2 separate regions of the Mus musculus genome follow, and region 2 is linked to region 1. A link is a contact called in public Hi-C data. All regions are on one chromosome and are shown on one strand. Each heading gives the region's core, a stretch centred on a gene start, on an enhancer-like site or on the middle of the called end of the contact. The rest is flanking DNA. Distances are from core to core; before and after follow the strand shown.

Region 1 (2,984 bases), core at 213-2,712:
AAATTAGGAAAAGGACTAAAAGCCATCACTTTTATTTAAAATCTTTTAAAATAATTCTCAATATAAATCACCCCATGGAGCAGAAAGGAAAATACAAAAGGAAAAAGTGAATTACCCAAGAGTGATTACCAGCCACCATTTGATAATATTGTTAAGTAATTTCTTTTCCTTCCCTCTCTTCTTCTGTTTCATATGCATTTCCTTATTCCCACAGTATAAAATAAAATTTTAGATCATAGTTTATATTCATATCTATATACACCATAGCTATATGACATATGAGTTCCTTACTGATGACTCCTCTTCTAATGCTTGTCTGATACCAGGTTTCTCTGTGTAGCCCTGGTTGTCCTGGAACTCTCTGTAGATCAGGCTGGCCTCCAGCTCAGCGATCTGCCTGCCTCTGCCTCCTGAGCGCTGAGATTAAAAGGGCTGCGCCCCCACTGCCAGGCTTTGTTATACACACACACACACACACACACACACACACACACACATATATATTAAGGTGGGGTCTTTCTATAGCCATGGCTGTTATTTTAAGTTATGCATATGCATGTGTGTCTGAGTGTGGGTTTCTGCCTTTGAGTGTACAGTGCTGTAGAAGTTAGATCCCCAAGGAGCCAGAGCTGCAGGCAGTTGTGAGTGACTTCACCCAGTGTTGGGACCTGAACTCTGGCTCTCTTCAAGAGCAGTGATAGCTTTTAACTGCTGAAGCATCTATCTCTTCAGCCTCAGAATGCCTAAGCATTACTGGCCAAGGAGAAAGCTAGTGTGCATATACCCTATAATTTGGTTAACCATTGTTCTCTTGTTGGACATTCAGAACATTTTCAATATTGTAAACAGTTTTATTTTAGTTTTGAGAGACAGAGTCTCACTCTTGGTTCAAGCTGGCCCAGAGCTCACTGTGTAGCCCAGGCTGATCTTGGACTCCCGGCTGTTTTCCCTGACTCAAACTCTGAGTGCCAGAGTTACAGGCCTGGTCATGTACTGTGGGAGGCCAGAGGACTACCTTAAACAGAGTTCCTCAGATTCTGTCCACCATTTTTCTGTGTTTGGCAAGGTTTCTCACTGGTCTGCAGCTGGGGTAGGTGCTTGATGACCAATGAGCCCCAGGGACCTACCCCCCGCCCCCCAGGCTGGGGTTATGGGATTGTGCCCTATGCTTTGTTGGTTTGTTGTTGTTTTTTGTCTATTTTACATGGGATCTGGGGAATCCACTTCAGCTCCTTCTGTTTGCAGAGCAAGCACTTTGCTGACTGAGCCATCTCCCCAGGACATTTGTGAAAATGGCCTATGGTCCTAAGAGATCATGGTAGAGGAGTAAGCATCACCTGCTTGCCCTTTTGGGAGGGAACTTAAAGGTCACTAAAAGTTGCTCCATTCGTGAATGCTCTTAGCAAAGGCACGAGCAGTTTCCCATGTCCCCAGTAGTAGGAACACACATCTCCTGAAGCCAGTCAATCCATATTTAGGAAGTTATTTTGTCAGTGAGTTCTGCCAGGGCTGAATTCTTCTTAGTTCCCACTCTTGTCACTTGTCTCAGACTTGGTTCCTGTGCCAAGTCTTCTGAAACCCTGTTTTGCCCAGGCTCGGCTGCTCTCGTCATTAGCCCCTAATCAGTACCTAATAAGTAAGAAGATAGCCCAAATGGCCACAATCTGTAATTCAAATTTAAGTCTACATGGTTTCTGGTAAAAAGCAGGCCTTTTTGTTTTATTACTGTGGTAAAACATAACACGGCTCAGTATTTTTTATATTAATGATCTGTATGTGTACAATTCAGTGGTATTCAATGAATTCATAACATTGTAAAAGGATTTATAGTGTCTACACCCACCTTTTCGTCAGGCTTGTCTTTGCCCGTTTTCTGTTGCTATAACAAAATACTCGAGGCCACACAGTGTATAAAGAAAAGAGATTTATGGAGCTCACAGTGTTGGAAAGTCCAAATTTAGGGAGCCACATCTGTTTGGCCTTTGGTAAGGGCCTCAAGCTGGATGGCACCACAGTAGCCGGAGCACATGCAGACCGAGCAACCTATTTAGCCGAATAGGAAGCCAGAGAGCCTGGGAGGCCGGGCAGGGTTCTTCTTTTATAAGAACCCTCTCTACTGGAACTCATTGCAATCCCTTAAATGCCCCATTAATCCTTTCTGAGGCTGGTAACCCTAGTCACCTAATTACCTCGTGTTAGACTCCTCCTTCTAAAGGTTCCACTGCCTCTGACACTGCCACAGTGGGGACCAAATTCTTAACCTATGAGCCTTTGGGGACACATTCAAATCATAGCAATCCATAAATCCAAACTCTAGAGTTAGTAAATCATAACTTCCTAGTAGTCTCTCTTACAAATTTCACGGGAGTTTGCCTGTTCGTAGTGGAAGACGTTGGTGCTTTTCCTATGGTGTCCAAAGGCAGACCTCTGTATCCTGCAACGAGCTTTGCCCTCTGTCACTATGTGCTTTGTCTACCTAACCCTCCTAAACAAGCAGGGCTCCAAAGGTTGCCACACTTTAACGGAGATCTCAGGGGTTTTGATTGTTTAGTCAAAGAATCCAGCAGACAGGGCGAGACAATGTATCCACCCTTTCCACTCTCTATTCCTTTTAGGCAATTTCTTCTTCTGTTCCTTCTCCCAGATTCCTTTAAAAGAAGACCCGAGAGTAGAGAGTCTGCTCCTCCCCTCCCAGTAGCAGGCACTCTGGTCCCCATGCTGTTTGTAAGCTACATGTCTCTGTTATTTCTCTAATAAATTTGATAGCAACTGTTAGCTTAGAAAGAATGATCTATTTCTTTAAATCCTGAAATTTCAAACCACGTATTAGCACCGATTCCTTAATCTTTCCGGGCATTAAAAATAAGCTCAAGGTTTAAGTACATTATGTGTAGCTCTCCATTTGCCCTTTTTCATCTGTTGGGGAATCAGATTTGAACCCGATCATTCGACTTTCCCAGTGTGTCTTTTGGTTAACAGCCGCT
Region 2 (2,984 bases), core at 361-2,860, 110 kb after region 1:
CTGCTCTGGTGTAGCCTGGCCTGCAATGGCGACTGCCCCCATACATGTGGATATATCCTGGGAGGTTCTGCTCCTCCTAGGACAACAAAGTGACTGCAGAGTTGGGACAATGACTTACCTCTGTGCCTTCAGCCACAGTAAAGGAGACAGACAGATACTAAAGGAAGGTAGACATGCCAGCTTCCATCCTACTTTAGGTACCCGTGGACCTACCTGAGGGGTCAATGCCATTTCAGCAAAAGCAGCTTCTACACGCCTGTTTCAGCAGTTTATACATGCAGATGGTGCAGAATGATCGCACCAGGAATTACCGATTCTATTCCCTTAAACATTTTTCATTTCTGTGTGTTATGAGCTCTTTGGGCTCATTATAAAACATGTGATAGATTGCGGTAAGCCATAGTTTCCCTCCGGTGCTGGGCTCTCATTTCTTAATGTGCATATTCACATGTATGATTGTACAAAACCAAGATCATTTAATAAATGTTTTGATGCTTCTTATTACATCTCTGTGTTCATGTGTGTGTGCACATGTTTATATGGGGGTGTGTGCATGTGTGGTTTGTGTATGTGTGGGGTTGGGGCATGTATGTGTATGTATGTGTGGGGTTTAGGGCATGTATATTTATGTGTATGCATATGCAGACACTTGTGTATGTGTGTATGTATGTATGTATGTATGTATACACATGTGTCTTTTACCTTGCCTTTCTTCCTCTTTGTTTTCTGGCAACACTCTCTTCTCCGCAAATAACCATTATCACCAATTTGGCTTGTGCTATGCTGCGCTTTCCCTCTCTTAGGAGATATATAAAACACACACATTTCACAGCTGTTGTCTTCCATTGCTTGCTTTTAGAAAAATATAGTTATTTTATATACCATGATGTTTATCAGATTTCTTCCTCACAATGATTTCATGAAACTGTCTCCAAGGTAACTGTCCTAGTTCTAAATCACTTTGTGTAATGACAGCATAATATTTCATGTTTAGAAATGCTGTGATTTATTCAGCCATCCTAACATTGCTGACAGCATGAGCAGAGTCATAATAAATAACCTCGTACCTACATTTTACTGTATTATTGATACATGTGTATGTGTATACACGCACAGTCCTTACATCTTGATGCTTTTATTTCAGTGGGATAGAGTCCTAGGTTAAAAGATATATTTCTATGTTAACATATGTTTCAGTTAAAGTTTAAAGGAATTTTAAATTTTGCATTATACTGATTTGTTTGTGGCAGGGAGCCTTCTCCCCATGTTACCCTCTGTGATGGTGGCTGTCACTTATTTAAACCTCAACAATCTGATGAAGGTGAAGCAAGCTTTCCTCTCTTGCCTATTCAATGAATTATTTCTAAGTAATACATTCCTGGCTCAGCAGTTAAGTCTACCTGCTGCTCTTCCAGAGGACACAAATTTGATTCCCAGCTCCAGGTCAGGGGCCTCAGGACCAACTGTAACAACCCCCTCCCCCTCAGGGGATCCAACGCCCTCTTCTGGCCCTCATGTGTACTACATTCACATGCTGTACTCTTAACACACAGAGATACTCAGTATTAAAAAGAAACCTTTGAAAAAGGAAGTGATACTATGTACAATTGTAGGATGAAAGCAACTGCAACAATGTTTCCTTTCTCCCTGTTTAGTCTTTAGTTCCTCTTCAGCAGACCTCTCCATTGCTTACTTCTTAAAGTGAATACTTTCCCCTTTTCAAGCACAATGGGATGGGCCCTTGGAAAATTCATGCCAGATACATGTCAGACAGATTCATGTCAGATACAGATATGTCCTGTGTCACTCACACCTACCTGCCTTGTGCACAGCTTCTCTTGAGAGCTTTCATTATCAGCAATTTTTTTCCTGTCTTTACCCATTCTCCTGTCTAAGCTTACAGTGTGCGAAACCATTTGCAACTAAGCTTAGAATATGAAACAAGTTTCTACCCCTTGGAGAACCTTTTGCAGGCTCACGGACTGAGCAGCAGTTCTCACAGCCTGTCTAGCTGGTCCTTGACCTCAGGAAGCAGGGACTTACAGGCTACTGAGGACTTAAGGAGCTGGGAGCCCCGGCTTGAGCTGCCCCAGAGAACCACAGAAAGAAGACATTGAAGATGCCTCGGATAAAGTGGTCCAAGCAGTAATTAATACTCATAGCGTACACTTGATTGTTTCACAACACTAGTATGTCATATGGAGAAAAGATCCCTAAGTCTAAGGCAGTTTGCTTTTCTTCTCTACCAAAATGCAGGGCCTACAGCAGCTAATGAAGCTTCCTCTGGATTCTGTGAAGATGGAGCCTTGCTATACTAAAGTCACCCTGCTTCCAGAGCGCCTGCTGGACCTCCAGAGCCGCTTCAGGTTCCCTCACGTTGACCTGGTGGTCCAGAGGACTCAGAACTACATGCAAGAGGTGGGAGCAGAGTCCAGGGAGGGTGAGGCTGAGGAAGAGGCTGAGGCAAGAAAGGAGGGAAGAGAGAGGGCGAGAAGGATAAATGCATGCTGGTGGGTGTGTCCATGGTGCTCTTCAGCTCAGGAAAGTGAGGCGGGAGTCAGGTTGACAGAGGACACACACTGTTCTTCAAGCTGGCTTTATCTCGCCTTAGAAAATAAGAGTCTGGGAAGATAAGGTAGCATTAACTAGTAATTATCTGATGGTTGAGTCAGGGCTGCAAACTTTGGCTACAGATGAGAAACACATGGGGAAAATTTAAAAACTACTAATGTGCTACCCCACTCCAGGTGAGTGAGTGTGTGTGTGTGTGTGTGTGTGTGTGTGTGTGTGTGTGTGTGTGTGATATCTGAAATTCTCAGCATACTCTAGCCCTATTCCGGTGTTTCTAATCTGCAACCAGGATCTAGAGACAATGGTTGAATTCTCCACCTTGTTATAAGAGAACCCATGACAGTTTCATATTGGATTTTTATTTTTTTAAATTTATTCTATTATGTGTACATCTGTGCACACCTGCTTGTCTG

What was found. A called contact is a pair of places that touch in the nucleus more often than the background predicts.
Region 2: a Hi-C map of bone marrow-derived macrophages shows a contact between it and region 1, with 50 read pairs. The contact joins two enhancer-like sites. A contact is called at or near these places in 17 of 484 Hi-C or Micro-C datasets (the AML12 cell line, CD4 T cells, the HL-1 cell line and 9 more) and 3 of 115 datasets of contacts at active chromatin or transcription factors (the HPC-7 cell line, embryonic stem cells and microglia).

The regions. Positions count from the first base shown.
Region 1 is chr1:151,593,634-151,596,617 of GRCm38.p6, forward strand. The region is part of intron 1 of Niban1 (niban apoptosis regulator 1); the gene reads left to right. Among named protein-coding and RNA genes, the nearest start is that of Niban1, 24 kb to the left of the region's middle. Within about 2 kb of position 1,463, at least 26 of the 459 cell types and tissues checked have an H3K27ac peak or open chromatin away from gene starts, as enhancers often do. A contact at or near this core is called in bone marrow-derived macrophages and microglia, where this site is marked.
Region 2 is chr1:151,701,446-151,704,429 of GRCm38.p6, forward strand. It overlaps Niban1 (niban apoptosis regulator 1), which reads left to right. Exons shown (of 14, transcript NM_022018.3): 10 at 2,257-2,418. Among named protein-coding and RNA genes, the nearest start is that of Gm41969, 34 kb to the right of the region's middle. Within about 2 kb of position 1,611, at least 16 of the 459 cell types and tissues checked have an H3K27ac peak or open chromatin away from gene starts, as enhancers often do. A contact at or near this core is called in bone marrow-derived macrophages and microglia, where this site is marked.